Linked DNA regions of Mus musculus: regions 2, 3, 4, 5, 6 and 7 are each linked to region 1. The links are chromatin contacts, called in public HiCAR-type and promoter capture Hi-C maps. All regions are on one chromosome and are shown on one strand. Each heading gives the region's core, a stretch centred on a gene start, on an enhancer-like site or on the middle of the called end of the contact. The rest is flanking DNA. Distances are from core to core; before and after follow the strand shown.

Region 1 (4,324 bases), core at 764-3,263:
AAAGGAGGAAGTCAAACCATCTTTGTTTCAATACATAAAGAGGAAAACCCAAACCTGTTACTGTAGTGTACACCAGGAGTCCCAGTATGTGGGAGGCTAAGAAAGCAGGGTTAAGAGTTCCAGGTCAGCCAGGCGTACACAGTTATACTGTCTGTGTAAAAAGTAACAAACAAACAAACAAACAAACAAACAAACAAACAAAAAAGGTATAAACCGGGTGTGGTGGCGCACACTTTTAATCCCAGCATTCAGGAGGCAGAGGCAGGCAGATTTCTGAGTTCGAGGCCAGCCTGGTCTACAAAGTGAGTTCTAGGACAGCCAGGGCTATAGAGAGAAACCCTGTCTCGAAAAAACCAACCAACCAACCAACCAACCAACCAAACAAACAAAAGTAACACATATCTGAGAAAACTAAGGAGAGTCCAAAAGATTACACCAAAAAGGCTTATATTATAAAGTATTTAGCAAGGGTACAAAATCAACACACAATGCCAGTATATTTTCTCTCAGCAAGTAATGAACTATCTCAGAGATACACTGTTAGAAAGTCATAATGCCTATACACATAAACTAAAATGCCCAAATTAAATGATGATGAGAAAATGTTCTACAAAGGCAGCTTTAGGTCACTGAAGAAAAAAATAAAGAGAAAGAAAGAGAGGATTTGGAGTTGGGTGGGCAGAGAGGTGGAGAGATTGGGGAGGAGTTGGGGAGAGGAAAAGTGTAATCAGAATATATTGTGTGAATTTTTTTTCAATTAAAAAAAATAAAGAAATTAAACACGACACTAGAAAAGACTACCATGATCATGGATTAGGAGAATCAATATTGCTAAAATAATTCAAAGTTGTAATTCAGATTCAATGAAATTTCCATTAAATAATCACATTTTACACACAACTAGCAACAGTTCTTAAAATTGCTATGACAGTGCAACAGACCCGGGGGGAGCCCAAGATATCCTCAGCAAAAAAAGAGCACACTGTGCAGATCTGTAATGAAAATAAACAGAACAGAACAGAACAGAACAGAACAGAACAGAACGAAGCAAAACCCGACAGAGTAGTGTCATAAATATTGATGTACAGTCCATTGGAAAAGAGAAAATAAAAATAAGCCCATACGTTCAGCCAACTGATTCTCAACAAAGGTGCCAAAAATATATACCAGAGAAAGCACCAATAAAATAATGGTGTTAATGCTGGATTTCTACATGATGTTTGAAACTAGACTCTGATCCTAGAGAAAAACCAATTCACAAATTGTTCACTTGTTGCCTGAAAATGACTGGCTGCTCAGAAAAGACAAAACACTATTAAGCACGATCAAACCCGTACCTTAATACTGTTGACATATCCCTCCAAGCAAAGCCCTTCTCTTCTAGCCACCGCTTGACACGTTTCACACTTTTTATCTCGGGCCTTCTCCCTATTTCTAACAGTCCTTTCAAATAAAGTCATGTCTCAGCATTAAAGAAGTTGAATCCCTACAAACCGCCCAACTGCATCACAGATGGCCACACTCCTTGCACCCCCATGTTGCTCACGGGGACCTGTGGATCGCCCGGTCCAGTGAGTTTGGCAATGTGGGGACGGGCCTGGGAACCGAGGGATTTCAATTGTCAATCAAGCAGCAACAACAAAAGCATTTGGATGGAGAAGACATTCAAGGATTCCAGAATCCGCTTCCCATGGACCGGAAAGACTGGGAAATCAGGTTCTACTAGGCAAAACAAAGCAGCGGCACATCGCCCCCGCGCGGCTCCCGTACCGCCAACACAGCTGGCCGCGCAGTCCAGGAGTCGCGCGCGCAGCTGCAGTCTTTGCCGTGGTTCCCGTACCGAGGGACTCGCCTGCATTCCCCGCATCCCCGATGCTCACCATAGCTGAGCTCCGGACCTCAAGCAGCCTCACGCGGCTCCAGGGTGGAGCGGCCTGAGGTCCAGCGACCCCAAACTCCCTCAGCGGACTGGACTGAGAGAGCAGTGACAATGGCGTTGCCAGGAAGAAAGATGGCGGGTGAAGAACTTCCGCTCTGTTCTCCGGGCCTCCAGCGACCTGACTCTGATACTGGGTTTGACGGTCATGAGAAACCTGAAGCTGAACAGTTTGGCACTCAACTGAGAACAGAGTCGCAACTATGGTAGCACCAGAAAGAAAGATGGCGGTGATGCTCTTCCGCTTTGCCTGACCCCAGTCTTGATTGGATCACTTATCTCATAACTGTTTTGGGGAGGGTCAATGTTACACTGCAGGGTAGAACAATACAGCACTCCCTGAGCTGACCGTACAGTTTAGCGACTTTGGCACCAGAAAGAAAAATGGAGTTAAGGAACTTCCCACTGGTGCTCTTGACCCATACACAGAGCCCCTTGTGATGTTGTATGTTGTCAAAAGACCCTTACAAAGACCACAGAGACCGCCATCGTTGCAAAACGCATGAGGATTTTACTTGTCCAACATGTTGGGGAACACCCTCTCAGCACCAGGCCAGAGGAGAGATCCAGAACAAAGGAACACACTTTTTATTACCTTTGTAAGGGCCGGATCTAGGCACCAGGGTAGTTTGGCTTATTTTAATTGGTGTAGCCAATAACCTTTTTGGACATTGGTTGATTTGTATAGGGTGACTCTCATTTTGTCTGTCCTTGTGGTTTTTAGTGTAAGGCAGGGCAGGGGCATTGTTAATCTTGTTCTGGCAGCTGTAAGCTTAGTCATTTTGACCGTTAAAACTATGTTTCTATATTTGTTTAGCCAGCCAGCTTCTTTATCTGGCTCTGTACTTGGCCTGGTAGTACAGTTTGGAAAGTCCTTTTGAAGGGGGAAGGTACTAGGTAGTCTTGAATTTATTTTGGATATTACAGTGACACGATAAAGAATCCTTACCTAACTGGAACGAAAACAAGCACTCCAGAGTTAGCCATTTCCAGAACTGTCTAGTTTAAAATAAAAATGAGTGAATGAATGAATGAATGAATGAATAAATAGTGCAGAATTCTGTCAGACCTTCAAAGAGGAGCTAATACCAATTCTCTTCCACAAAATAGAAACAGAAGGAACACTACCTACTTCATTCTATGAAGCCACAGTTATGTTGATACCAAAACCACACAATGACTCAACAAGAAAGAGAACTTTAGACCAATTTCCCTTATGAATATTGATGTAAAAATACTCAATAAAATTCTTGCAAACTGAGTCCAAGAACACATCAAAACAATAACTCACCATGATCAAGTAGGCTTCATCCCAGGGATGCAGGGATGGTTCAACATGTGAAAATCCATCAATGTAATCCACTATATAAACAAAACTCAAAGAAAAAAAAAACACATGATGATCTCATTAGATGCTGAAAAAGCACTCAAGAAAATACAACACCTGTTCATGTTAAAAGTCTTGGAAAGATCAGGAATTCAAGGCCCATACCTAAACATAGTAAAAGCAGTATATAGCAAACCAATAGCCGACATCAAACTAAATGGAGAGAAACTTGAAGCAATCCCAGTAAAATCAGGAACTAGACAAGACTGTCCACTCTCTCCTTATCTATTCAATATAGTACTAGAAGTTCTAGCCAGAGCAACAAAAGGAGGTTAAAGAGATACAAATTTGAAAGCAAGAAGTCAGAATATCACTATTTGCAGAAGATAGTATACTTAAGTATGATAGTATACTTAAGTGACCCCAAAAATTCCACCAGATAATTCTTCAGCTGATAAACAACTTCAGCAAAGTTAGTTGCTGGATATAAAATTATCTCAAATCAGTAAACCTTCCTCTACTCAAAGGATAAACAGGCTAAAAAAGACATTAGGAAAATGACACCCTTCACAATAGTCACAAATAATATAAAATATCTTGGTGTGATTCTAACCATTCAATGGAAAGATCTGTATGACAAGAACTTCAAGTCTCCGAAGAAAGAAATCGAAGAACATCTCAGAAGATGGAAAGACCTCCCATGCTCATGGATTGGCAGGATTAACATAGTAAAAATGGCTATCTCACCAATAGCAATCAACAGATTCAATGCAATGCCTCATCAAAATTCCAACTCAATTCTTCACAGAGATAGAGCAATTCTCAAATTCACTTGGAACAACAACAACAACAACAACAACAACAAAAAACACAGGATAGAAAAAAAAAAACTATTCCAAACAATAGGAGAACATCTGAGAGAAATCACCATCCCTGACCTTAAGCTCTACTACAGAGCAATTGTAATAAAAACCTCATAATATTGCTACAGAGCTAGGCAAGAAGATCAATGGAATAGAGTTGAAGACCCAGAAATGAACCTACACACCTATGGTTAATTG
Region 2 (4,324 bases), core at 1,151-3,650, 2.8 Mb after region 1:
TTTTAAAGAGCACTAGGCAGTGGTGGTGCACACCTTTGTACCCAGCGCTTGGAAGGCACAGGCAGGCAGATTGAGGCCAGCATGGTCTACAGAGTGAGCTGCAAGACAGCCAGAGCTACACAGAGAAACCTGTCTCAAATCATATTCATTCATATAGATGTATGTGTATATATATATATATACACACACACACATACACGCACATAGATATATGTACATATACAAATACATACACATACACATATATGTGTATGTGTATGTATATGTATATGTAGGGGGGGATGGAGTCTGTGAGCACACATAATCTATCAGATGATTAGTTCTTCCTTCTGCAGGGAAAGAGGTTGTTCAACACTAACACCATTAAGGATTGCGACATTGTTAAAGCAAAAACCATTGCACAATAAACCCTAGCTCTTTAGGCACCACCTTCATAGCAAAACAAATGCTAAGAAAGCCATTCCTTCAATTGTGCAAGACCAGAGAACTAACCTGAACATGCTCTAGAAGTAAAGCAAGGAAAGTCACTTGTGGTTTTTGCTAGGGATCTGCTTTGTGACATAAGAAACTTAAGGTTAGCTTGGCTGGGTCAAGAAAAGTGAACCCAACCAAGCTCATAGTATTTTGCTCTAATAGCTTTGAAGATATTGTTGATCTTCCTTAACGTTTAAAAGGGCAAAGTTTTTTTTTTACCTTGTGATGTCAGAAAGTCAAATGATGTGCTCCAGATTAGTTACTAATTTCCAGCCTGAATATTTTACTTTCCGTTTCTTTTTAACAGCCTGAGTAATTTCTTATATTATGTACATATAATATCTAGAATTTTTAATAATCCTGAAGTTGTTTTAAAACAGGATCTGATTTTCACAGGGCAACTGCCAAAATTACTCCAAAGAGTGTGTATCAATTAATTATAATTATTTTGATAGTATCATCAAACTTTAATAATAAAAAATTGAGTTAATATTTAAATTTGACTAAAAATGTGGCAAAAATAGTAAAAGATGATATTTAAATGCAGTATACCAACTCCCTTTTAAAAACCCTATCCATATTAAAAAAAAAATACACGCTTAACTATTAGGACAAATTGAATTCCAAGTTATAGGATTTACAGAGCACTTCCTAAGTCAGACACTGTGAACTTGGGGATACAAAGATGCAACTTTTAGAGACAGCTTAGTCAGCAGAATCCTCCTATGAACAAACTCTTCAAATATTGGCCAAGCACATGGATATGGTGGAGAAACACTACTCATCCCTGAAGGGCTTAAGACCTTCGCCATGGAGTAGTCGACACTCCCTGAATTGGCTCTGAATGACTTGTTATATGGAAAGAGACTACTATAACCTTGTAACATTTTTCCCTTAGAAGCCACACCAGTGTCTATGTGCTCTGCTCAGAGCAAAGCATACATATCAAATGCAATTCTAGAGATTCTGTAATTCTCAGGTATAAATCTGTCAGTTTTCCCGACGTTTCCTTGGGCTCACATGAACCCCTAACAGGCATTCTCTAATTTTAACAATTATTCTAAAAAAATGCTTAAAAGGCACACCTCAGCAATCCACTCTCCAATGTGTGTGTGTGTGTGTTTTTTTTTTCCCTTCCCCTCGCTGCAGTGTTATCACATGACCCACTGACAGCTCAGGACAGGATTAGTCAGGCTGGAGGGCGCCTAGCTAAAACCCTTCAGCTGAAACGCTTTTAACCAATGAGCCACCCACAGAGCCAAGCTGCCAATTAACCTGTGCAAATGGAACCTTATTTTCAGGAAAACAACAGATACTTAAAAAAGAGGAAAAAAAAAAGTCTTCTTTCAAAGCTCTCTGCCTGGCTTTAAGGGAGCCGTGAAGAGGTTTGATTCTATACAACCGAAAGCTTCAGCCAACAAGAGCCATTTGGGAATGACTGGCTTGTCTAAACATGGCTTATTGAGGTCTTTTATGATCACTACACTTAAGCCTATGAACATAACAGTGGAAAGCAACCTTCCATTTAACTGCGTTTGGTTAGCTGGTCAGTAAACGAATAAACAACAGAAGACCAAGCAAAGGATTAAGAAACTCGATTTTTGGTTCCTCTTTTCCCAATAATTAGATGTCTGAAGCCAGGCATGGCTTCTCCTTTCCAGAACCTTAGGCGTCTCGCCTGTAAAACGAGAGGGTGGGACTGCACGACTAGGGTATTTTTCAGCTCTAAGGTTCTCCGGTATCTAGGTGTCCTCCAGTGAAGCGGTTCCCTACAGAATAAGCCACATCTCCCTCTAGCCGCGGGGCCTGCCCACATCAGCGATGACATTACACCTTCTGCACGGTCCACCTGCCCAGAGGTCCACGGGGCAAAGGGGGACGGAGTAGGCGTTCCCTCGACCCGAAGACATTTAAATGAGGCCAGGAGCAGATGAAGACAGTGACAAGAAGTGGCCCTCAGAGACAGACCAGTGTCTGACAATACCCAGAGAACTCGGAGCGGGTAGGGCAATCATCAGGAGCCCACTTAGCCCATGGGAAGGTTCCAGTCGGTGCTCTCACGCTCGGCCCACCGAAGTCACGGAAAAGCTCACGCAAAGCTGGAGAGGTGCTTGTGAACTGAGCGATGGGGGAAATGAATCCCATTCCCTCCCCGCTGGCTGAACAGGTGAGAGCACAAGCCAAGGGCTTGGTGGACACGCTCACTTTCCCGTACTCACTGAGACGAGGCTGGGATAGGTAGTTCCGGCTCACCGCCAGCGCCTGCTCCCGAGCTCCGGCCATCGGCCCACCGGTGGGCACGGGCAGTTCGGGTGCGGCCCCGTTCACGATTCCCCGCATCGCTCGCAACGCCATCTTGTCTCCTCCGTCCCGACTGGCCCCGCAGCAGCGCGGCGCAGGCGCACATATAGCAGGGAGGCCCGTGCGGCCGGCCCCACCCATGCGCGCTTCGAAGCTGCGGCAGAGGCCCCGCCCTCTCGGCGGCGCCCCGCCCCCAGACTCGTGACTGGAGCTCTGCGGGGGCGGTGCAGGGTGCGCGCGCATGCTAGGCGCATAGGGAGCTGACCAGAGTGCTGGGAGCGCGGATCTGAGGCTGGGAGCGGGAAAAGAGAAGCGAAAGGGGCCAGAGGGCAAAATTGACACAAGAGAGAGGATTCACGAGAAAAAGAAAGATTCATTGGAATGTAGGGAAGGAAGAGATAGGAAAACGTGCATAAGAAAATACAGACAACTGAGGTTCATAATCAAGCTGTGGAAAACACCTTGGAAAGCAGAAGATAGAAAACCTAGTCCCATGATTGGTAACTTTGTGTCGAAATTTATTTCAGTTTATCCTACTACCAAGTTCTTTTTTTTTCGTGGATCTTTTCGAACAGACTTGGCTTTCTTGCATATCCGAAGAGTATATGGTGTGGAAGACCACCTTAGGAACAGATTGGAAAACCAGTTAAGAGGTTAGAACGCACAAAGGGTTCTAGTTTCTTTTCTTTGGCTGTGATAAAATTAGCTAGCGGTTGGCTTGGTGTGATGGCGCAAGCCTTTAAACGCAGCACTCAGGAGGCAGAGGCAGGAAGGTCTGAGTTCCAGGGCAGCCAGAGCTACATAGTGAAACTATGTTTCAAAACAAAAAAAACAAAAAGAAAAACCAGCCTGTGAGAAACGAACAACACAGTAAATTGATTGTTGTTCTCTTTACAATATAAGAACAGAAGAGGAAAACAAGAACTTTGCTATGACGGAGCAACATACTGAAAAACTTCTTTGTGTTAGTTCCCCATAGATTTGTTGATAAATACACAAGAGGATGTCTAGACTGGCCTTCGGTAAGGTTTATAACTTATCAGTTTGGGAAGCATGGATCTTTGCCTCATTCACAAAATTACTATGTTGTTGTTTTGTTTTTAAAGATTTATTTATTTGTATGTATGTGAGCACACTGTTACTGTCTTTAGACACACCAGAAGAGGACTTCGGATCCCATCATGATGGTTGTGAGCCACATGTGGGTTCTGGGATTTGAACTCAGGAAGATCAGCCAGTGCTCTTAACCGCTGAGCCACCTCTCCAGCCCAATTACTATGTTGTTATAAAATTCCCTTTGGGCTATATATGTGAGGTATGTATGGAATATAAATGAGTTTTATCTATAGACTTACAGCCTATATACAAGACATATTATGTAAATATTTCACAATTAAAAAAAAAAGAAATTTGAGAGGCTGGAGAAATGGCTCAGTGGTTAAGAGCACTGACTGCTCTTCCAGAGGTCCTGAGTTCAGTTCCCAGCAACCACATGGTGGCTCACTGATGATAAGTTATAAACCTTACTGAAAGCCAGTCTAATGGGGTC
Region 3 (4,324 bases), core at 466-2,965, 2.6 Mb after region 1:
TGTGGTCAGCATTGCTGGTGCTCTGTCTGTATTACTCTACTGAGCACATCAGTACATCCCGCCTACCTGCTAACTCTAAGCCCTCTGGTATATTTGTCTCTTGCTATTTTAGTTTTGCCTGTCACCCTAAGTCATTGCAGCAGGCTCAGCGTGCCGAAATGTACGTGTATCATCTCCCTTGACGGACAACTTTTAACAAATTGCTGACTGGAGGTGATGTGTAAAAGCATGATCCCAGCCAGCTGCTTCTCCTGGTGGGGAAACTCCCCGTGTGCTTTACATTGCTTTGGAGTTTCCCTGTGGGGATTCACCTTCAGTTGTTCTCTCTGCTTTTCTCACTTTTCTGCTCCATTACCTCTTCTATGTGTACAACCAAAACACTTTTTTTATTTGAATTACTGTCTCAGTTTCCCACATATAACCTAAATTAAGAAAATAAAAAGTGTACATGTTATTAAGTTAAAAAATTTTTAAAAGGTAAAAATAATTGAAAAAAAAATCTTAGCACTATTGACCTGGAAAAAGAGTAGATCCTTCCTTAGTAGAGGGAATGCCATTAATAAGATATCGATTGACCTTGCCTCTGGGCACAGTGTTAGCTGTTGAGATGTATAACCCATGACACACAGCTACAGCCAGTGAGTGGCCTGTGTCTCAAACCTCTGAGCTGACTTAACTGTGTCAATCCAGGTTTCTACTGGATCTACCAGGTTTGTTCCTCAGTTTGAGAAGGGGCAGTGCTCCTTTTCCACACAGGAAAGCCTCAGGGAAAACCTTGCTAGATCAGGCCAGCCCTCAACACAACAGTGCCCTTCCTTTTCAAAGAGCTGTGTCTTACCCATCGGGCAAAACTATGCTTTTTTAGTGGGAAAAACTAGACCTGTATAGCACACCAGACCTTGATGTTAGTTGTGACCGTGCACTACTTCTTTGAATAGCTTTTAGACAACTAACTGCCTTTTAATATGCGGATTGCGTTAGTGGCTGGTTGTAAATCTTTTGTTAGAGTTTGGGGCCAAATGTCGAGACAATTCTGGTGAGTGAACATGTGTTTCTGATCACCTCATGTCTAAGAAGCCTGGTTAGCATACTACTTATCATCATCTTTAGGATGCTTTAGAGGCAGCCCACCCTTAGCTAAACTCTACTTTGCGTGACTTATTATCTCCTAAGCATTGGTAAATCCTTTCCATCATCAACTCTACCCTTCTCCATCACAGATTATTAGCGGAGTGCTAACGAACACATGAAACGCCATTTACTACCTCCCCAAAACTAACTCCAAATGGATCGTACTCCTAAATATTAAATATGAAGCACAGAAATTCTAGAGATGCTAGAGAAACTGGGACTCTCTGAGTTTGGCAAACTGCCATCTTCAGATGCAACAAAAGCCTGGTGAAACTGACTACAAGGATACTTCTACACACTACCCCTGTTCCCAAGGCTCTGCGCAGATGCAGCTCCCAGACCACCACTGGGGTCTAGGGAGATGCAAATACCACAAAGAATCTCACAGCAGGCTGCATCTAACCACTGCTTCCCATCCGACCCCAGGGAGGGCCAACCACACGGGCTCCCGAGGTTCACAAGCCCACTGCTCACCAGGCAACCGCCCCTCGCTCACCATATCTTCTCTCCCAGGCTCGCGCTTAAGCCGCAGGTAGTGGCAAAGAACCACTAGCACTAAGGAAGCTTCAGATTCCAGCCTGCAGAAAGTCCCCCGGAAGAGCCCGCCTCCCCTTCTGACTGGAGGTCCGCCTCAAGGGTCTGATTGGCTAATGAGACTTGAGTGACAAGAACCTCCCCCTTATGCTTAGAGGATGCAGAAGGGACACAGCACAGTGTTTGCTAGAGCTGATATCAACCCCAAGGCCAGACCTTTCCCGGATATGCACATATTTGCATTTCAGTCGCATTTGCCCCTGCCTCCAACCATTCACCCTTCCGCCTTTCTGCACTCAGCAACATTTCCTTCTTCCTCCTGGACACTGGGTGGCTGGCTTGTGCATCTCATTTCACAATGTGGAGTGGAGTGATTTTTGTGTCCCACAAGTAGAAGGGAGCCACAATATTAACAATTAAGGAGAGATTTTAGGAATCAAAACGTTTGTTCTTTTGCTTGACACTGAGGCTAGGTGAAGTTCAACTGCATGTAACCTGGGAGGCAAGGGTACGTCAGAATATCCTGAGAGAAAAGCTGGAACCAGATCAGAAACACAATGATAGGTATACCTCCCACCAGAAGGCTGAATGGTACTCCACTCCTATAGGAGTTTTCCTCATGAAATGCAGGCCTGTCTCCTGACAAATTAGTAATAATGAAAAGTATAGTCTCCATGGTAACTTGAATACTTAGAATGAATTGGTTCATAGAAACATGCCTTTTATGAACACTATTCTTAGCCAGCATGTTCCTGAGTTAAGGTGAAAAGAACATAGCTGTGTATTAGTGAAGGTTCTCTAGATGAACAGAAGGGATAAAACAGATCTCTATGTAGGTAGAAAGGGAATCTATTAGAATGGCTCACAGGCTGTGGTCCAGCAAGTCCAAGAAGGGCTGTCTACCAACTAAAAGTTGAAGAATTCACTAGTTCAGTCCATTAGGCTGGTTGTCTCAGCCGGTCTTCAGTATAACCCACGATTTTAAAGATAGGGGCTCTAATGCCAGTAAAGAAATGAACTTACAAAAGTAGGCTGTTACCAGAAGGTGTGGCCCAGATTAAAGGTGAATATTGTCACCTCAAAAGATCCTGAAATGTCTTTCCACTTTAAAAGCTTTAATTAAAATCCCTCGCATGTTTTCAGCCCATTGGGTTTTAGTTAATTCCAGATGTATTCAGTCTGACTATCAAAAATTGCTATCACAGCAGACAAAACAGAAATGCTGAGCCAAAGTTCTTACCTGTATGGGCATGGGAGTCATTTCCAAAGCAATGCTGTTTCTCAAAAAAGGAAGCATGGGGATTTTTCTTAGGAAGCCTGGACACATTCACGTGGAGTTCTGCTTATTCCTCAACATGCTCATTTAACAAATACACTTTTGAACATGGTCGCAATCTAAAAGCAGAGACGTTTATGTGCCTTCTAACTCAAAGTCAAGCAGGAACATAAAAAAATTATCTTAAAAGATGGAAGGAAATGTCTCCGGCATGTTCATCTTGTACCACAAGATCATAAATGAAAATCATGTGTTAATCTAGCCAGGAGAGAATAAGGCCACTACCACAATTTTGAGCCAAATTTGAACCAAGCTTGATTTTATTGGGATGCACCCAAGAGCTAGCCAGCAACTGCCCCCTAAGTCAGGTTAAAGAGAGAAACCCTTCATTTTTGACCCACTTTAAGGAGTAAAATCATAAGATTTGCCAAGCCAGTTTACAGAAGGGAGACATGGAGGCAGTAAAGTAATATGAAAAAATATCTCAAAAACACACACTATGGTCATTATGTGATTAGCAAGAGTGGTTAGGAAGGGTCAGGAATGTTCAAGGCGTCCTCAAAAATAAATCAAGGTCATGAGTTGGGACAGGTCAAGCTCCAGGAAACAAAATTAAAAGCAGCAGCTCAGCTCTTACAGTAAATGGAAACCTATTTTTTAAAAATACAGCATAATGGCTGCTGCCTTCAAAATGGAGTCAGGCAGGTTCCTCATAAGTAAATGAGTCTGTGAATATATCTTACTTAGGAGCCAATAATACCTGTTAATTATGTTTTATACTCTTAAAGATAGATGTATCAATTCAATAATTTTCACACATACAAATGAGAGAGAGCACAAATATAGCAAACATCAAGGAAAAGTCACCTATTGGCACCGTAGACACTGTACTTACAGTGAACAGCTACACTGAGCTATTCTATGCTCAGAAGGCTGCTTTCGCCTCTGAGCAGGCTGGCTCAGAGGAAGGCGATGGCTGTTGCCATGCAGAATAAGAAAGAGTTCATTTTAACCAACCCTGGCTGCTGTCTCTCTCAAGACTGTGACATCCACAAAGATTTATTTTTCTTTTTTATGTTAGTAATGAGTGTTTGCCTGCATGAGTCTATTCAGAACCCACAGAGGCCAGAAGAGGGCAGACGATCCCAGCAACTGGAGTCATAGCATATTATTAGTAACCTTATGTGTCCTGGAACTGGAACCTGTGTCCTCCGGAAAACACCCAGTGCTCTTAACTGCTGAAGCATCTATCTCTCTAGCCTTACTTTTTTATTTAAAATTTCCTTTTATACTGGTTGATTAAAATATATTACATCTCACACACCCTTCCTCGTCCTCTTTCCATCTTGTCCCAAAATTTTCCTTGTTATGTATAAGCAAGCT
Region 4 (4,324 bases), core at 1,312-3,811, 2.3 Mb after region 1:
TTCAAGTTTCTGAAGAAAGAAATCGAAGTAGATCTCAGAAGATGGAAAGATCTCCCATGCTCATGGACTGGCAGAATTAATATAGTAAAAATGGCCATCTTGCCGAAAGCAATTTACAGATTCAATGCAATCCCCATCAAAATTCCAACTCAACTCTACCTAGAGTTAGAAAGAACAATTTGCAAATTCATTTGGAATAACAAAAACCCAGAATAGCGAAAATGATTCTCAACAATAAAAAAACTTCTAGGGGAATTACCATCCCCAACCTCAAGCTGTATTACAGAGAAATAGTAGTAAAAACTGCATGGTATTGATACAGAGACAGGCTGGAAGATCAGTGGAATGGAATTGAAGACCCAGAAATGAACCCATACACATATGGTCACTTGATCTTTGACAAAGAAGCTAAAGCCATCCAGTATAAAAAACGAGCATTTTTAACAAATAGTGCTGGCTCAACTGGTGGTTAGCATGTAGAAGAATGCAAATTGACCCATTCTTATCTCCTTATACAAAGCTCAAATCTAGGTGGATCAAGGACCTCCACATAAAACCAGAAACACTGAAACTTATAGAGGAGGAAGTGGGGAAGAGCCTCTAAGATATGGGCACAGGGGGAAAATTCCTGAACAGAACACCAATGGCTTGTGCTGTAAGATCAAGAATTGACAAATGGGACCTCATAAAATTGCAAAGCTTCTGTAAGCAAATGACACTGTCAATAAGGCAAAAAGGCAACCAACAGATTGGGAAAGGATCTTTACCAACCCTACATCTGATAGAGGGCTAATATCCAATATATACAAAGAACTCAAGAAGTTAGACTCCAGAGAACCAAATAACCCTATTAAAAATGGGGTACAGAGCTAAACAAAGAATTCTTAACTGAGAAATACTAAATGGCTGAGAAGCACCTAAAGAAATGTTCAGCATCCTTAGTCATCAGGGAAATGTAAATCGAAAGAACCCTGAGATTCCACCTCATACCAGTCAGAATGGCTAAGATCAAAAACTCAGGTGACAGCAGATGCTGGAGAGGATGTGGAGAAAGAGGAACACTCCTCCATTGTTGGTGGTATTGCAAGCTGGTACAACCACTCTGTAAATCAGTTTGGCAGTTCCTCGAAAATTGGACATAGTATTACCTGAGGACCCAGCTCTACCACTCCTGGGCATATAACTAGAAGATACTCCAACATGTAAGAAGGACACATGCTCCACTATGTTCATAGCAGTCTTTTTTATAAGAGGTAGGAGTTGGAAACAACCCTGATCCCTGATTTGAAGATTTGATCCTTCAAATCTGGAATGGATTCAGGAAATGTGGTACATTTACACAATGGAGTAGTACTCAGCTATTAAAAACGAATTCATGAAATTCTTAGGCAAATGGATAGAACTAGAAAATATCATCCTTAGTGAGGTAACCCAGGTGCAAAAGAAAACACATTTTATACACTCACTGATAAGTGAATACTAGCTCCAAAGCTCCAAATAACCAGGATACAAGTCACAGACTGCATGAAGCTCAGTAAGAAGGAAGAACAAAGTATGGTTGCTTCGGTCCTTCTTAGAAGGAGAACAAAATATTCACAGGAGCAAATATGGAGATAAAGTGTAGAGCAGAGACTACAGGAAAGGGCACTCAGAGTCTGTCCCACCTGGGGATTCATCCCAAATACAGTTACCAAACCCAGACACTACTGTGGATGCCAAGAAGTGCATGCTGAAAGGAGCCTGATATGGCTATCTCCTGAGAGGCCCTGCCAGATTCTTACAAATACAGAGATGGATGTTGGCAGCCAATCATTGGACTGAGCATGGGATTCCCCAATAGAGGAGTTAGAGAAAGGACTGAAGTAGAGGATGGCCTTGTCATGCATCAATGGAAGGAGAGGTCCTTGGTCCTATGAAGGCTCGATAGATGCCCCAGTATAGGGGAATTGATGGCTGGGAGGTGGGAGTGGGTGTGTGGTTGGGTGGAGTAACACCCTCATAGAAACAGGGTGAGGAAGAATGTAATAAGGTGTTTCTTGGAGGGAGGGAAACCGGGAAAGGGGATAACATATGAAATGTAAATAAATATCCAATAAAAAAGAAAAGAAAAAAAATGGCTTTAGGCACATTGACTGAGGCGGACTACGAGTTTGAGGCTCTTGTACACAATAAAGGAAGAGTCTCAACAAAAATATTCTGAAGAAGCTATGGTACAGTGCCCCCTGAACTGTCATCACCAAACACTAGTTTGGTTCTTTCAGCGGACTTGTCCCTAGGTAAGTCAGAGTCACAAAACTGGCCTGACATCGTTAACTATTTTCACTGGTCAGGGTCCTGGAATCATTCAGTAGGGCACACCTAGAGGTACACAAGAGCCATGAACCTATGTTGACACCTGCTGGCCACCGCAACACTAAACAATGGGCTCTAGACTCACAGCCTAAGGAACTGCAAGAGGAGCTACTCCTGTCACTCAGATCACCTAGAGCAGTTCTAACCAATCAGGAGCTACAGACAGGTTGTCCAATCAGAAGCTTCTAGGAGGCGGGGGGGCGGGTTCTTTTCGGCCGCCATGTTAGCTAAAGGTTCTTCACCGAAACTGAGGAAAGCCGTTGTGGGAGCCAGTGCTTGGAGCTGTGTGGGGGAGCGCGGGTGAGCTCGGAGCCTGGCAATGGTGAGCGAGGGCCGCTGTCCCCTGATGGGAGGAGCGGCCGGCTGGGCTGCGGGAGCCGGGGTGGTGGGTCCTCCCTGGGGTTGGGGCAGTGAACGCGGGGACGTCGGGGCTGCGACCTGGGCCTCCGCCTGCGGTCCGTAGGTACTTCCGCCCTGATCCTCTTGGCGTCAGCGCTGAGCGGGAGGTCCCGCCCTGCGGGGGGCGGGGGATGGGCGGAAGCCAGTACGCGGATGACGTCACGATCCGGGCTGGCGGGGACGTCCTGCTTTTGGTGGTGCGCTGAAGGCTGCTTGCTAGACTAAGGCTGTCTAGGTTCTTTGTGCTGTCTTCGAGAAGTTCTGAACTTTGCTTTCCACATGTAAGTGTGGCAACCTCTTTAGGTTAATTTTACGACATTTGTAAAGTCCAGTGAGTTTCTTTGCAAAGATGTTTAAAACCAGCTCTGGGAAAGATGACTTGTCTCCTTGAATTTATTTTGTTCTTCGGTCAGACATCCTTTGATTATATTTTTGTTTTTATTTCTGCTTATGCATTTGTGGGCTTGTTAATTTTTCTTCCCTCAAATAGTGCATTGTTTTGCGTACCGAGGTTCGCCGAGAACTGTTAGTCAGGAAGCATTGTAGTCGATTCTTCTGTATTGTGTTCACCATTCTGGTCCTTTTCTTCATTTCCACACAACCTTTATTTCTTGTTTATTTTAGCATTTTTATTGGAAGTATGTTGAACTACTAGTTTAAACTGAGAACATGAGCATACTATGCTAGAAATAAGATAGACACATTTGTATCTCCCCAAAGTATCAAATATTTTTGAATAACAATAAACTTAAAAGGTTTTGATGGCAGCAATTTGCCAAGTGATTTCACTTACATTTGTAATTAGGACAAGGTTAATGTGGGTTTTATTCTAGTCTTTTTTTTTTAAGATTTATTTATTTTATGTATGTGAGTACACTTTCGCTCTCTTCAGACGCAATGGAAGAGAGCATCTGATCCCATTACAGATGGTTGTGAGCCACCATGTGGTTGCTGGGAATTGAACATAGGACCTCTGGAGGAGCAGTCAATGCTCTTAACCACTGAGCCATCTCTCCAGCCCTTCTTTTAGTTTTAATTGTTAATATTAATTCTCATGTCAAAGCACACAGTATATCTCTGCATATATTTAGTTTATAAAATGAATACTTAGAAGTAGGCTGAGAGAAATGTAGGTAGAGTTTGTCCTGATATGAAAAGGAACTCAAAACAATTGTGCCACAGGGAGCGAGCCTTTGATGAAGTCACAGAGAGGACTCAGGCTTGTCAGCCATGCTGCTTAGTTCTAGATAGAAGGCCCTGAGAGCAGGCAACTGTGGGCTCAGGTCCAGGTCTGGATAGGGACTAGGTGGAAGGCCAGGCAGGTGAGTAGGTGAGTCATGGGGCCTATTGAAACCTCAGGGACAAAAGTCTCTACTTGTCCTTTCTTCATCTATATACTAGTTATCAGACGATAGGATGGTTTGGGGTCAGACATCCTAGTGCTAGTAGGTGTCTATCAATTTAAGAGGCCAGGAGAGGGATTTATGCCCTTCCCTGGTTTCCCTGATAGCATTGTAATACATGCCCATCTAGTCTCAACTCACCCTGATAAACTTACAGAGTAGCCCTCTTT
Region 5 (4,324 bases), core at 826-3,325, 2.3 Mb after region 1:
GAGGCAAGGAAAGACCATCCAGAGACTGCCTCACTTGGGGATCCATCCCATAAACAACCACCAAACCTAGACACTAGGCAGATGCCAACAAGAGCCTGCTGACAGGAGTCTGATACAGCTGTCTCCTGTGAGGCTCTGCCAGTGCCTAGCAAATACAGAAGTGGATGCTTACAGTCACCCATTGGACGGAGGACAAGGTCTCCAATGAAGGAGCCAGAGAAAGTACCCAGGGAGCTGAAGGGGTCTGAAGCCCCATAGGAGAAATATCAATATGAACTAACCAGTACCCCCAGAGCTCCTTGGAACTATACCACCAATCAAAGAAAACACATGGTGGAACTTGTGGCTCTAGCTATATATATAGCAGAGGATGGCCTAGTCTTTCATCAATGGGAGGAGAGACCCTTGGTCCTTTGAAGGCTCTACACCCCAGTATAGGGGAATGCCTAGGCCAGGAATGGGAGTGCATTGGGGAGCAGGGGGAGAGGGGAGCAGATAGGGGATTTTCAGAGGGGAAACTAGGAAAGGGGATAGTATTTGAAATGTAAATAAAAAAATAAAATAAAAAATACTACAAAAAAAGAAAGTTGTAGTTTTAAAACTGCAAAGCTTGCTTTAAAAAAAATCAGTTTTTTTTTTAAACCATTCCTTTCTGTGTGCATGTGTGGCTATGCATTGCCATGATGCATGTATGAGGTGAAGGGACAGGAGTTCAAAGAAATTCTGTGGTTCTCGATTCTCTCCTTCTACCAAGTGGCTTATAAGGATTAACCCCAGGTCTCTGGGCTTGGCAGCAAAAGATGCCACCCACAGAGAGATTCGGAGGAACCAAGAACCTAAGTATTTTGTTTTTTTCTTTCTTCCTTTTGAGATAGGTTCTCACTATGTAATCCTGACTTGCCTGAACTCACGACATAGACCTGGCTGACCTAGAACTTACAGAGATCCACCTGCTTCTGTCTCCAGAATACTGGGATGAAAGGTGACTCCCAACCAGCTCAGCAAGAATCTAAGTTCTAAAAGGAAAACCTTGTTCACTTGATGGTAAGCGCCTTGAAACACTCAGGGTCACACCACCTAAGGAACACCAGTGAACACCTGGTCAGACTGAAAACTGCTGCGGAAAGTCATGGAATTGCAAGGATGTTAGAATACGGGTACAGCCCTGGGAAAGAGCAAAGCAGAGATTCATGATTCACAACTTCAAAACTGACTTAAAAGCAATTATCATTAAGATAGGATAAAGCTGCAGATAGGCCTAAGGAGTAATAGAGCACTTACCCAGCATGCTATGCAAAGCTGTTGCATCTAACTTCCAGACTGTGGGTGGGAAGGAGTAAATATTTTTTAAGAAAAGAAAAAATAAACTATACTAGGCTCTGTGACAACCTGAGTTCTATCCGTTAATCGCGGAAGGACAGCACTCATTCCATAAAGTTGTCCTGTGACCTTACACCTTCCTCACTCTACACACACACCGGGGACACACACCAATAAATAAGGCTGATTTAAGTAGGAGAGAGGGAGGGGGAAGGAGAGAGCTGCAGCGCACGGCAGGGGTCCTCCACTTCGTCTACTCGCTAGTCCCGCTCCACGTTTCTCTCCCTTGTCCTGGGGCAGCCCAGGCTGTCCCCTCTCCTCCAACAGCTGCGGGTTTACTGTGAAGCCCGCACGCAGGGTTACAAGTGAGTGCGACGTTAAGCTGTCACAACCCGCACTAGGAGAAACCTGCGCCGTCGAAGGAGCTGTGGGCAGACCAGCTCAGCACCGAGCGACCCCGCCCACGCGGGTGCTCTGGGCTCTGCAGCGTGCTGCCCTCGTCTCTCCGGGCCAGCCTGGCTCCCTCTGGCCAGCCGCAATCCGTCCGGGGGGAGCTCGCGGCTTCGCCTTTTAAACTCTAATCTTCGCACCAAGCCGAACTTTCCCAGACGCTGGACCCACCCCTCCCCCAGTCCCAAGGAGGACCCACCACCCCGGCTCCCGCGGCTCAGCCGGCCGCTCTTCCCCTTCTGGGGACTTCGGCCCTGCGCTCACCATGGCGCGGCTTCGAGCTCGGCCGCGCTCCCCTTAGCTACGGGCCGCAGTGGCCACAGCGAAGGGGGCCGAACCCGCTGCGCCTTCTCCGCTTCCCAGCGGAATGCACAGCGGGATTGCGATGGAGCCCGCCTCCCACCGCTCCCTGGCGCTCCTGATTGGATGGCTTGTCTGGAGGCCCTGATTGGCTAGGGCCCGACTTCGCTCAGCTCGGGAGAGATTTGCATAAAAGCCAGACCTGCCTGCTTCTTGCTGGGTACTTTAGTCTTCGGTGATCTCAAAAGCTTAGTTCCTATTGGTCTTGGGTCGTTGGTGTCCACAGTGCATTTACCAACTCAACGTCCAGTGTAGTGATTTCTTGCTTCAGACCTAGAATTGTTATAGGACCTTGGGTATGATGTATTCCGTGGACCTGGATTTTTATTCAGGGAAGCCAAAAAAAAATTTTTTTTTTTTTAAGGCGTGAGCGCCACCACTGCCTGGCTCCTTTTATTTTATTTTATTTTTTTTAAAGATTTATTTATTATTTTATGTAAGTACACTGTAGCTGTCTTCAGACACACCAGAAGAGGGAGTCAGATCCCGTCATGGATGGTTGTGAGCCACCATGTGGTTGCTGGGATTTGAACTCTGGAAGAGCAGTCGGGTGCTCTTACCCACTGAGCCATCTCACCAGCCCGGAAGCCAAAATTTTTGATAGTGGTCTGTCAAGTGGGGCTTGGTGGTTGGTACAAGTCCCCTTAATCCCAGCACTCATTCTGCTGGCAGCGAAAGACAGATCTCTGTGAGTTCTAGGCCAGCCTGGTCTACATTGTAAAAATCTGGGCTAGTTAAAGTTGCACAAAGTCTGGTCATTGTTAGAGGCCAGAACACACTGGCTCCTCATCAGCTCTTTCTGGTAGAGTTATTAAGACGCTATCTGTACTGTGATTTTACAACTCTTAACTTATAATTCAGTCCAGTATCTGGTCCTCTGTGCTCAACTTCACAGCTGGAAATAAGATAATAACAAATTCCAAGCGACTGGAGAAAAATGAAGGCGTTTTAAATATTCAGTTCTTCAGAGAGACACGGAACCTTAGAGAAAAGGCAAAAACGGCTGTGAATTTTGGCACAAGATTTTTTTTTTTAAGTCCCCCTGGGGGAGAAATTTCTGTTCTTTGTTTCTCACAGGCCAGTTCTGCTATTTTCTCAAATTTCCCATCTCCCTGGCTTAGGGTACAAAGCCTTATCTAAGGAATAACTCGGGATTTGAGGCTTCCTCTTTTCCTTATCATGATTTAAGTTACATAGTAAACCATGGGTAACTCCAAGTCTCATTATGGGCCGGTACCAGCCAGCGCTTGGAAGAAACATGCCCAGCACCTACTGCTTATCTGTAACTGGTGAACTCTAAATGCACTTTATACTGAAATGGACAATGACAGTCCAATTCAGTGGTTCTTGACCTGTGTGTCATCAGATCATCAGAAAACACATATTTACATTATGATTCACAGTAGTAGCAAAATTATAGTTTATACAGTAGCCAAGAAAATAATTTTATGGTTGGGGGGATCACCACATCATGATGAACTATTAAAGGTCATGGCATTAGGAAGGGTGAGGACCACTGTCTCACACCATCACATATGCTAGCTCAGACTAAATCATGTGGTGTTTAACTTTAATTTTTTCAAAACCTATTTTTAATGATGGTTCTTAAATGCTTTAGCCTTCCTTCTAGCCCACCACCCTCCAGAGGTAGTGGAAAAGAAAGGATACAGGAGAAGTGGACCTGTTTAGAAAGGTTCTTTGGAGAACCTTCCATCTGCATTGTCTGGAAATCTGCAGTTCAGTTCACAGGTCATCAACAGCAGCTCGATTCACTTGTAAACACTTCACAGATATACCAACAGTCCAGTTTGATAGAGTTGGGATAGCAAACATGAGTCAGCAGTGGTGGTACTATTTAGCAGAGACAGCCAGGCCTCAGCCTCGGCAGCAGAAAGGACCAACCAGCAGGAACGCCAGGAAGAGTTCTTGGCTGTGCTTTTCTCAGCGAAGTGAAGATCATCAAAGAAGTCAAAAGACCAACACGTGATGCACAGCTAGCTCTATAAGCAAGCCTAGCTCAGCCTCAGTCACTGTGCACTGAGTCCCTTTTATACCCTCTCCAAACATCATGAGTTCTCTTTGTGCCTTGCCTAAACACATGCCATACTTCAGCATGTATGTCTGTCTCAGCTAACATCACTCTGCCAATCAGCCCAAGTCTGCAGAAGTGGCAAGAAGCTGCAGCACATCACCA
Region 6 (4,324 bases), core at 1,140-3,639, 2.2 Mb after region 1:
CAGTCTACATGCAGAAGATTATTATTATTAAGATTATTATTGCTCCAGATTGCCCAAAGCTATTTAGGGAGACCCTGTTTAAAAAACAAAAAAGCAAAACAAAAAAAAAAAAACCAAACCAAGCCAAAAATCTTCCCTCAAAAAGCACATATTCACACAAAGCCACAGTCTCCTGTACAACAGGTGGGTGTGGTGTTCAGAGAGGGCGCACTGTGGCCCTTTATGAATTTCATGTGATTGGTTTTTCTGCATGTATGTATGTGCACCGTGCATGCCTCTTCCAGGGAGGTCAGAAGAGGATGTTGGATCCTGTAGGGCTAGAGTTACTGTGAGCCATTATGTGGGTGTTGGAAATTGAACCCAGATGCTATGGAAGAGCAGTCAGTGCTCTTAACTTTGGAACTATCTTTCCAGCCACCTCCCCCAAGTATACTTTATTCATACATATAGATTGTGGAGCAAAACTGCACAACTGCAAGAGTGCATTTATCCTTCTAGAAATGGACCAGCCAGCATACATTTAGCTGATTGGTTCATATTAAATGATATTAAAGAATAAAATCTTTGAAGTTTCTATGAAGAAGGCTCTCAGATCCTACCTGGCCTTGTTAGTAGTGGCCTACAGCACAGAGGGCAAGAGGGAGTTAGCTCAGTCAAGCCTACCAGGTGGGTTGTGAGTGACCCTCAGTGGAATGGGGCTAGTGAACGTGCATGTGTGCATGTGTGGTATATGTGTGAAGTTAGCCGTGTAGGTGCATTTACACAATGGAGTACTACTCAGCTATTAAAAAAGAATGAACTTATGAAATTCCTAGGCAAATGGATGGACCATGAGGCAGCTTCTCTTGGGCAAGAATCTGGAGTAAATCCTTGGATCCCAAGTGGATGAACTCCTAATCAGTTTGATTTGATCCAGAGCCACTCTCCTTAGCTATCTGCTTATTTAAAAATTAGCTATCTCCTGTCTTCCTTCACTATTCTAGTGTGGTTTGGTCATTTCTGTGGCCTCGTGGATACAGGCATCTTCAATGTGTAAGGCTCCTTCAAATACTGAAAGATCCTGGCAGAATGTAAAAGGACACAGAAGCCCTGAAATTGGCAAGATAGACGTCAGTGTTAGCAGAACTAGCTTCACTGATTTAGAAAAATAGAGGTGCACAATGCTCTGGCCACTTCTTGAACCTGTGTGTCTGCCAAAGTTCTGACCAGGTGTGTGCCCATTGCTGCACCTTCATTAGACTCTTTCCTTGTACCCCTCCCATACCCATTTCTTGAGAATAGACATTGTTTAGATCTGGAAATCCCCTAATCTCCCCCTTCTCCTTTCCCCCCTGAGGGCCTATAAAAACTGGGACCTCTTTCCCCTCGAGGACAACTCCTCTACCCCTGCGTGGGATATGAGTCGTCCCCAGAGCTCTGGCTTTCCCCGAATAAAGCCTCATGTGGTTTGCAACAAGCTCGGTCTGTCGTGAGTTCTTGGGTGTCCGCTATTGTCCTGAGGCCTGAGCGAGGGGCTCCTCTCGGAGTCTTTCAATACCTTCTGTTGACCTGGAGTAGTCTGTGATTGATACTGGAAGTTTTTCAGGAAGTATATCCCGAATTCCTGGTTCTTTGGCTTCCACCTCCTTTGTTGGGATTGCAGGAAAAGCAACACCACCTTGGTCTTGGAATGGGTTCGCTTCTCTGCTTAAAAAGAAAAGGTGCAACTTGTTATAATTGAGCAATCTTTGGCGTGACTTGCTGAAATTCCTGAAACCCGGAGGACATCAAGTCTTGTTTCGATGTGATAGGGGTTGGGTTGGGCCCTGGTCTAGTTGTGAGGCAAAGTGATCACTGCCTTGGGGAGTGTATGTAATAGACTGTGCACAAAAACAAGGCTTCCAAGAGGAAGAACCTTAAGTACCTACTGAGTGCAAGAAGACAAGCTGTGAAAGTTCTGGGATGCACAAGGAAGTCCTGCTTCAATCAGATCGTCTTGAAGCAGACTTGCATGAACTTGGGTGAAAGCCAGAGTTGGGAAGGTCTGTGTGGTCCACGTCTTTTAATTTCAGTTCATCCACTTATGGGAGCTGTCATTCAGATTTCACTAGCCAATCAGGGCCCTGAGGGCAGGACATTCATTCACAAGGACCAAGCGAAGCTGTTCCTGTCACTCAGGCCCTCGTAGGGCAGTGCTAGCCAATCAGAACCTTCAGGCCAGGCCACTCACTCAAGAGCGCCTAAAGGAACTGCTTCATCATTCAGGGCATGCTAGCCAATTAGAGCAATGGAATTGAGTCATCCACGCAGCTGCATCTAGGGAACTCCTGTCAATCAGACTTGTGGTGCAGCTCTAGCCAATCAAAGCTTCGGGGCAAGATGTCCAATCAAGAACACCAGACGAGACGAGAGGTGGGTCCTATCCGCCGCCATGCTGCAGATTCTGTTCTTAAGCAGGCATCGCGTGGTCCCGTGAGCTGCGGTGTGATCGCCGCTGCCGGGAGCTGTAGGGGGAGCGCAGGCGAGCTCAGCAACCGCGCCATGGTGAGCGCGGGGCCGCTGTCCCCGGATGGGGAGGAGCGGTCGGCTGAGCCGCGTGAGCCGGGGTGATAGGTCCTTCCCGGGGTTGGGGGAGCGGTGGGACCGGCCGGCCGAGCGGACACCCTGTGCGTTCCACTGGGCGACGTGGGCCCCGTCACTGGCCAGTGCTTGTCTCGGAGGACTCTAATCACTTCCGCTTTTCCAGCCATGTCTGCGCAGAGCGCGGGGAGCGGAAGACTCCTCCTAATCAGGGGGTAGCTTCCGGGTTGGTGACGTCACCGCCCAGTGCTGGCGCCCTGTTTGTGCTTTTGGTGTCGCACTTATGACTGCTGTGTTCTCTGCGCTGTGGTCTAGACGTTGTGGGCTTCGTAGGTCTAGCATCAAGTGTGAGTTAATTTTGTGAAATTCTCCGAGTCTTTGTCCAAGAGTTTCTTTCGGATGGTGTCCCAGAAACAGTTCTAGAAAAGATTGTACTACTTTATCAAAGGTCAGCTTGTCTCCTAATTTAAAAAAAAATTTTTTTTTGTGGATCTGTTTATTCTTCCTAAACAGTGTGTTGTCTTGTGTATTTGATTGGAAATGTTACGAGTGTGTTGTGGGTTCGTCTACATTGTGCTAACCATTTTGTGTGTTTTTTTAAAAGTATTTTACATATAAAATTCAGCAATGTCTTTTATGTACCTGATAAGAACTTTTTAGCATTTTGTGGGAATTATCTTAAATCTGTAATTGAACCTGGGAACTGACATTTTTCTGATTGTGTCTTCTGGTCATGAGGATGTTATATCAGAAACAGACAAATATGTTTGTGTATTTCCACAATTTCATAATTTACTGAATAGAAAGTAAAAAGGTGTCACGCCTCTGGTGGTAATCTGGCCAAGGCTATTTTTCCAAGATATTTTATATTTCCAAGATATTCTATCCAAGGTTCAATTTTTCCAAATCCTAATTATTAATATTTTTTCATATCACACGGTAAATATATAATTATATCCACATATGCTGTTTACACAACCAGCATAAGTTAAAGAGGCTGCAGCAGAGTTCAGAGGGTCCCAGAAGTTGGCGAAGAGAAATGCAAGCAGTGTTTCAGTTGATGAGAGAAGTTAGAACACACGACTAGTGAGCCACAGGGGGAGAGCTTTGAATGAAGCCCGAGGATGTCAGGTTTGAAAGTGGCTGTAGTGGTCTATATGATATGAAAGGCAGACTGACTGGTCCTGGTGAACTGACAGGGACTCAGTTGAATTGAAGCTGCGTCCCTGACTAGATCCTTGGCTCACACAGGTATCAGATGATAGGCTGGTTTCAGGCCGTGCCATCCTAGTGCTTGGTGTCCATCCCTTTCTGAGGCCAGGGGAGGGAGATGCATCCTTTTGTATCCTATGTATGGTGTTTCGTTTGCACCGCTTGTATGCCTAGTGCCTGCGGAAGCTAGCAGAGGACATCAGATCTCCTGTAGCTGTAGTTACATATGGGTGTAAGCTGTCATGTGTACTCTGGGAATTGGACCTCTGAAATAGCATCTGTGTTCTTTTTTTTATGATTTATTTATTTTTTTATTTTATGTATATAGTACACTGTCTTTAAACACACCAGTAGAGGTGTATCAGATCCCATTATAGATGACTGTGAGCCACCATGTAGTTGTTGGGATTTGAACTCAGGACCTCTGGAAGAGCAGTCAGTGCTCTTAACCGCTGAGCCATCTCTCCAGACCAGCATCTGTGTTCTTAACCATTGAACCATACCACCTCTTTAGCCTGACTTTTCTTTAAATTAGCATGTGCTTTTGAGATAG
Region 7 (4,324 bases), core at 1,336-3,835, 2.2 Mb after region 1:
TGAAAAAGAACAAGTGGGGCCAAAAAAAATATGGAATATATAGCTTCAAGAAAAAAAGAATGTCAGAACAATTAGTGTTGGAAACAAGGTTTGTGCTGAAAGAGAAAAGGAGACCAAGGCTGGGGAGATGACCCAGAGGTTGAAAGCACTGGCTGCCCCTACGGAGGACTTAGGTGTCATTCCCACATGCTGCTAGTACTCAGCCTTTCTCCATCTCGCAGGTTCCATGTTGCCAAAACTAATACCACACATAGGAGATGCTTACATATTACTAAGTCAAGCACCTATAGGGCAGCTCTGTTTCTTCAGTTCCAGGAGATTATGCCCTCTTCTGGCCTCTCTAGACACCTGACACACATGTGGTACACAGACATACATGTAGGCAAAACACTCACACACAACATGAAAATAAATCCTTAAAAAACAGCAGTGGTGCACACCTTTAACCCTAGCACTTAGGAGGCAGAGGCAGGTGAATCTCTGAATCCCAGACCAGCCTGGTCTACAGCGTGAGTTCCAGGACAGCTAAAGCTACACAGAGAAACCCTGCCTAACAACCAAGAGAGGGCAGGGATGGGAAGAGATCAAGGCAAGACCTAATTTGTATTGGGATAAAGACCTCATTGTCTTGTTCTAATCTATGTAAGGAAATAGTTATATTAGTCCATAGAACAGAGGTTGCTGTTCTCTTTCTGTGAATAGACAACCATGACAATGGCAACTTATAGAAGAAAGCATTTAATTCAGACATTATATATAGTTCAAAGGGTTAGAGTCTGTGGTCATTGTGGCAAGAAGCATGGTAACAGGCAGGTGTGGTGCTGGAGTAGTAGCTGTTAGCTTGTATTCCACCTCAAGCCACCAAGCAGGCTGGCAGGCAGACACACCCACATCCACACCCAGAGAGAGAGTTGGGTCAGACAGACAGACAGACTGGGCCAGGTGCTGGCTTTTGAAACCCAAAGCCCACCCTGAGCAACATGCTTCCTCTAATGAGGCCACACTTATCCTTCCTAAACAATCCATCAACTGGGAACCAAACATTCAAGTATATGAACATATGGGGGCCTGCCACTCAAACTACCACAGGTGCCTCTGGACAAGACCCTACCCAGCTAAGCTTCTAACATGTAAAAAGGAAAAGCCCAAGTAATTTTCTATTCCCCAAAACCATGACAAAGGAAAACGGCTGCAAATGTGATTCAGTGGGGCCAGGCTCCATCCCAAGAAGGCAGCAGAATTTGGCCATGATGTCTGTGTGGTTCTGACTTTAGAGTCAAGTCTGTAACTATGGAGAGTGTATGGCAGTGTAGTCCCTGCATGGAAGGTACTGAGAAGCTATTGTGAGTCATTTTGGAATTCAAACCTGGATTTCAGTGGAGATCCTAGAGCCATGAGACATCCGCCAAGGAGAGAATTGTCTTGAGCCTTAGAAGATATTTGGACCTTTAAATAATGTTGAGACTGTGAAAGTCTATGGGGACTTTTGACGGAGAACCAAATGCATTTTGCATTATAGTATGGTCTATGGGGGCCAGGGAGTGGAAGGAGGTGGTTTGAATGAGAATGGCTTCCATAGGCCATGTTTCAGTGTTTGGTCCCCAGTGATGGAACTGTTTGGGAAGAATTGGGTGCAGCCTTGGTGGTGGAGGTGGTCTTCGAGGTTTTAAAAGACTTGTGCCATTCTCAGTGGATTAAGGTGTGAGTCCTCAGCCTGTGGCCAAGCCTTAACAATACCAGCATGGACTGTTACACACTGCACCTCTAAGCCTGGTTAAACTGTTTTATAAGTCACTTCAATCATGAAGTTTTATCATAGCAACAGAAATGTAACTATGTCAGGCAAGTGCCCTTAATCACTGAGCGATCTCTCCAGCTCCTGTTTTTTTTTTTATCAACTCTAATTTTGTCTGTTTGTTTGCATTGGGTATGTTTATTTGTGCAGGCTAGTTTTATGTCAATTTGACACAAGCTTGAGTCATCAGAGTGGGGAGCCTCAATTGAAAATGTCTCCATGAGCTTGGGCTGTAAGCAAGCCTGTGAGGTCATTTTTAAAAATTAGAGATTAATGGGGGGAAAGCCCATTGTGGCTGGGGCCATCCCTGGACTGGTGGTCCTGGGTTCTCTAAGCAGCCGTATTTGCAGACAGTTTGGAGTCACCCGATGTGGGTTCTGGAAATTGAACTTGGGTCCTCTGAAGAGCAGCATGTGCTCTCAACCTCTCAGTATCAACTGGAACCAGAGTGGTCTGACTGGCCTCCTAGGTCTGAGGCACAGGGGCCATTGTATTAGACACTGAGTTGGTAACTGGACTGCTTACGAGAACCATCTGGTACCCTGTTAGACTAGGAAGTGCTTGCCGAGTTCACTGAGACAGCAGGGCCCAGCTCTCCAAGAACAAGAACAAGTTCTGCGTCAATGTAAATTCTCCTGACCATATGCTGGAGTAAAAGGCAGGCAGTCCAGGGCAGAGACTGCCTGGTCATCACTTCAGCTCCTGCTGTCAATCAGCAGTCGCTGGGCGGACCTAGCCAATCAGGGCCTTCAAGCTTACACCACTCAATCAAGAGCGAGGTAGGGCAGTGGGAGGCGGATTTTCTCTGTCCGCCGTGTTGTAGACTGAACTCCGTGGCTCAGGGAGGCCCCGTGGGTGCGTGTGCTGCGCTGTGGCCGCCGCTGTGAGGGGAGCACGGGCAGCTCGGAAGCCGCGACATGGTGAGCGCAGGGCCGCTGTCCCAGGTGGAGAGGAGTGGCAGCTATCGGTAGCTCTTCGCTTGTGCGGCGTTAGGCCCGCTGCGGTTGGCGGCGACTAGGTCGCTGCGGCTGTGTCGCTCCGCCCTTCGGCCGCGTCTGCGCAGAGCTCAGGGCGCCGCAGGGGAGGCCCCGCCCTCCGTGTCGGTGACGTCACGGCCACGAAGTGGTTTTTGTGTTGTACCCTGAGGCTGTTTGCTGAACTCAAGGTCCTGCCGGTTCCCCTGAGTTGTCTTCACATATTGGTGGAGAGTCCACTTTGAAATACTTTTGTGGGAGTTGTAAACTCTTAAGTTTTTGCTTATTTATGCCTATGTTGGATAGTATTTGTGAAGACAATTACTCTCCTGAGTTTAATTTGCTCTTTTAAAAGAACATTGACTATTTTGTGAGGTTCTTTTTTTATACTGTTTTGTAGATAAATTAGTTTCCAAATATTCGTACACTATTATGATCATTAAATTTCTTTGTAAAGATAAAATCTTTTATTTGTGTACTATTTATTTAGAATTGTCTGGAACGTTGAGGGTTTTTTTTCCCCCTTTACATATAAACCTTAGAACGGCTTTCTGCTGTTACACAAGATGTTAGCATTCTTGTTGGGATTGTGTTTTGAATTTATAGTGTAAATTGAGGAAAGCAACATCTTGGTGTTGTCTTCTATTTACTAGGCCAGTGCATATTCTTATTTGATTTTTTTTTTCTTTTTTCTGGACACTGGATCTCTCTGTGTCAGTGGTTCTTTACCTTTCGGTTAAGACAATCAGAAAACACTAATTCCCAATGGCTTTAGGAACTGAGATACTGCTCAGTTACAACATTACAATTATAACATAGCAACAAAAATAATTTTTTGGTTGGGAGTCACCTCAACATGAGGAAATGTATCAAAGGGCCGCAGCGTTAGGAAGGTTTAGAGTGACTGCTCTATGTATTCCTGGCTGTATGGGAATTTGCCATGTAGCTCAGGCTGGCCTTGAGTTCACAGAGATCCCTCGTCTCTGACTCCCAAGTGCTGGAATTAAAGACCTGTGCCACCGTGCCTGGCTTGATTCATTTTTGAAAAAGAAATTTATCTTCATCCAAGGATCTTTGTGAAATTTAGTATATGCTTCTCTTTGTGTCTCCTTTGAGCTGTGGTGCTACATACTCGGGGAAATTGCTAACCATTCAGTTGCTCATTGCTATTATACTGGAAGATGGACTTCTTGTGTTAATCTTGTATTCAAGAAGATTTTTTTAAAAAAGATTTATTTATTATTATAAATAAGCACACTGTTGCTGTCTTCAGACTCACCAGAACACATCCCAGTGGTTGCTGGGATTTGAACTCAGGATCTTCAGAAGAGCAGTTAGTGGTCTTACCCGCTGAGCTATCTCCCCAGCCCCAAGAAGTTTTCTTATTATTTCCTTGAGTTTTTGTTGGTCTTGGAATTTCCTATTTGAAAAGACTTGTATTTTATGTGTTATACTTAACAATTTTATTTTGAGATTCTAATACAATTAAACATTTCTCCCTTCATTTTTCTCCCTCCAAACCTCCTTCCATAATCCTCCCTGCTCTTCTTCACAT

What was found. Promoter capture Hi-C pulls out the DNA fragments that hold promoters and counts their contacts. HiCAR-type assays count read pairs that join an accessible place to other places. Capture Hi-C pulls out chosen DNA fragments and counts their contacts.
Region 2: a promoter capture Hi-C map of liver shows a contact between it and region 1, with 3 times the contacts expected there. The contact joins the promoter of Slc18a1 here to the promoter of Zfp882 in region 1. A contact is called at or near these places in 3 of 39 promoter capture datasets (cranial neural crest and liver).
Region 3: a contact with region 1 is called in a promoter capture Hi-C map of hippocampal neurons, with 9 times the contacts expected there. The contact joins the promoter of D130040H23Rik here to the promoter of Zfp882 in region 1.
Region 4: a HiCAR-type map of astrocytes shows a contact between it and region 1, with 9 times the contacts expected there. The contact joins the promoter of Zfp868 here to the promoter of Zfp882 in region 1. A contact is called at or near these places in 3 of 39 promoter capture datasets (hippocampal neurons, liver and neutrophils), 3 of 115 datasets of contacts at active chromatin or transcription factors (astrocytes, neural progenitor cells and regulatory T cells) and 1 of 9 other capture datasets (adipose tissue).
Region 5: a promoter capture Hi-C map of liver shows a contact between it and region 1, with 6 times the contacts expected there. The contact joins the promoter of Zfp964 here to the promoter of Zfp882 in region 1. A contact is called at or near these places in 3 of 39 promoter capture datasets (hippocampal neurons and liver) and 2 of 9 other capture datasets (adipose tissue and liver).
Region 6: a contact with region 1 is called in a promoter capture Hi-C map of adipose tissue, with 4 times the contacts expected there. The contact joins the promoter of Zfp869 here to the promoter of Zfp882 in region 1. A contact is called at or near these places in 1 of 484 Hi-C or Micro-C datasets (uterus) and 1 of 9 other capture datasets (adipose tissue).
Region 7: a promoter capture Hi-C map of hippocampal neurons shows a contact between it and region 1, with 6 times the contacts expected there. The contact joins the promoter of Zfp963 here to the promoter of Zfp882 in region 1. A contact is called at or near these places in 2 of 39 promoter capture datasets (hippocampal neurons and liver).

The regions. Positions count from the first base shown.
Region 1 is chr8:71,906,295-71,910,618 of GRCm38.p6, reverse strand. Zfp882 (zinc finger protein 882) reads right to left here and starts at 2,013. Exons shown (of 3, transcript NM_001166645.1): 1 at 1,881-2,013. The coding sequence starts at 1,883.
Region 2 is chr8:69,087,298-69,091,621 of GRCm38.p6, reverse strand. Slc18a1 (solute carrier family 18 (vesicular monoamine), member 1) reads left to right here and starts at 2,400. Exons shown (of 17, transcript NM_153054.2): 1 at 2,400-2,641. It overlaps Atp6v1b2 (ATPase, H+ transporting, lysosomal V1 subunit B2), which reads right to left and starts at 2,886. Exons shown (of 14, transcript NM_007509.3): 1 at 2,694-2,886. The coding sequence starts at 2,829.
Region 3 is chr8:69,268,495-69,272,818 of GRCm38.p6, reverse strand. D130040H23Rik (RIKEN cDNA D130040H23 gene) reads right to left here and starts at 1,715. Exons shown (of 5, transcript NM_001384124.1): 1 at 1,628-1,715.
Region 4 is chr8:69,623,785-69,628,108 of GRCm38.p6, reverse strand. Zfp868 (zinc finger protein 868) reads left to right here and starts at 2,561. Exons shown (of 5, transcript NM_172754.2): 1 at 2,561-2,674.
Region 5 is chr8:69,652,307-69,656,630 of GRCm38.p6, reverse strand. Zfp964 (zinc finger protein 964) reads right to left here and starts at 2,075. Exons shown (of 4, transcript NM_001177527.1): 1 at 2,035-2,075. The coding sequence starts at 2,037.
Region 6 is chr8:69,714,967-69,719,290 of GRCm38.p6, reverse strand. It overlaps Zfp869 (zinc finger protein 869), which reads left to right and starts at 2,389. Exons shown (of 5, transcript NM_001039965.1): 1 at 2,389-2,523. Gm51532 (a long non-coding RNA gene) reads right to left here and starts at 2,184. Exons shown (of 2, transcript XR_003947396.1): 1 at 1,538-2,184.
Region 7 is chr8:69,748,223-69,752,546 of GRCm38.p6, reverse strand. It overlaps Zfp963 (zinc finger protein 963), which reads left to right and starts at 2,585. Exons shown (of 4, transcript NM_001200023.1): 1 at 2,585-2,715. The coding sequence starts at 2,713.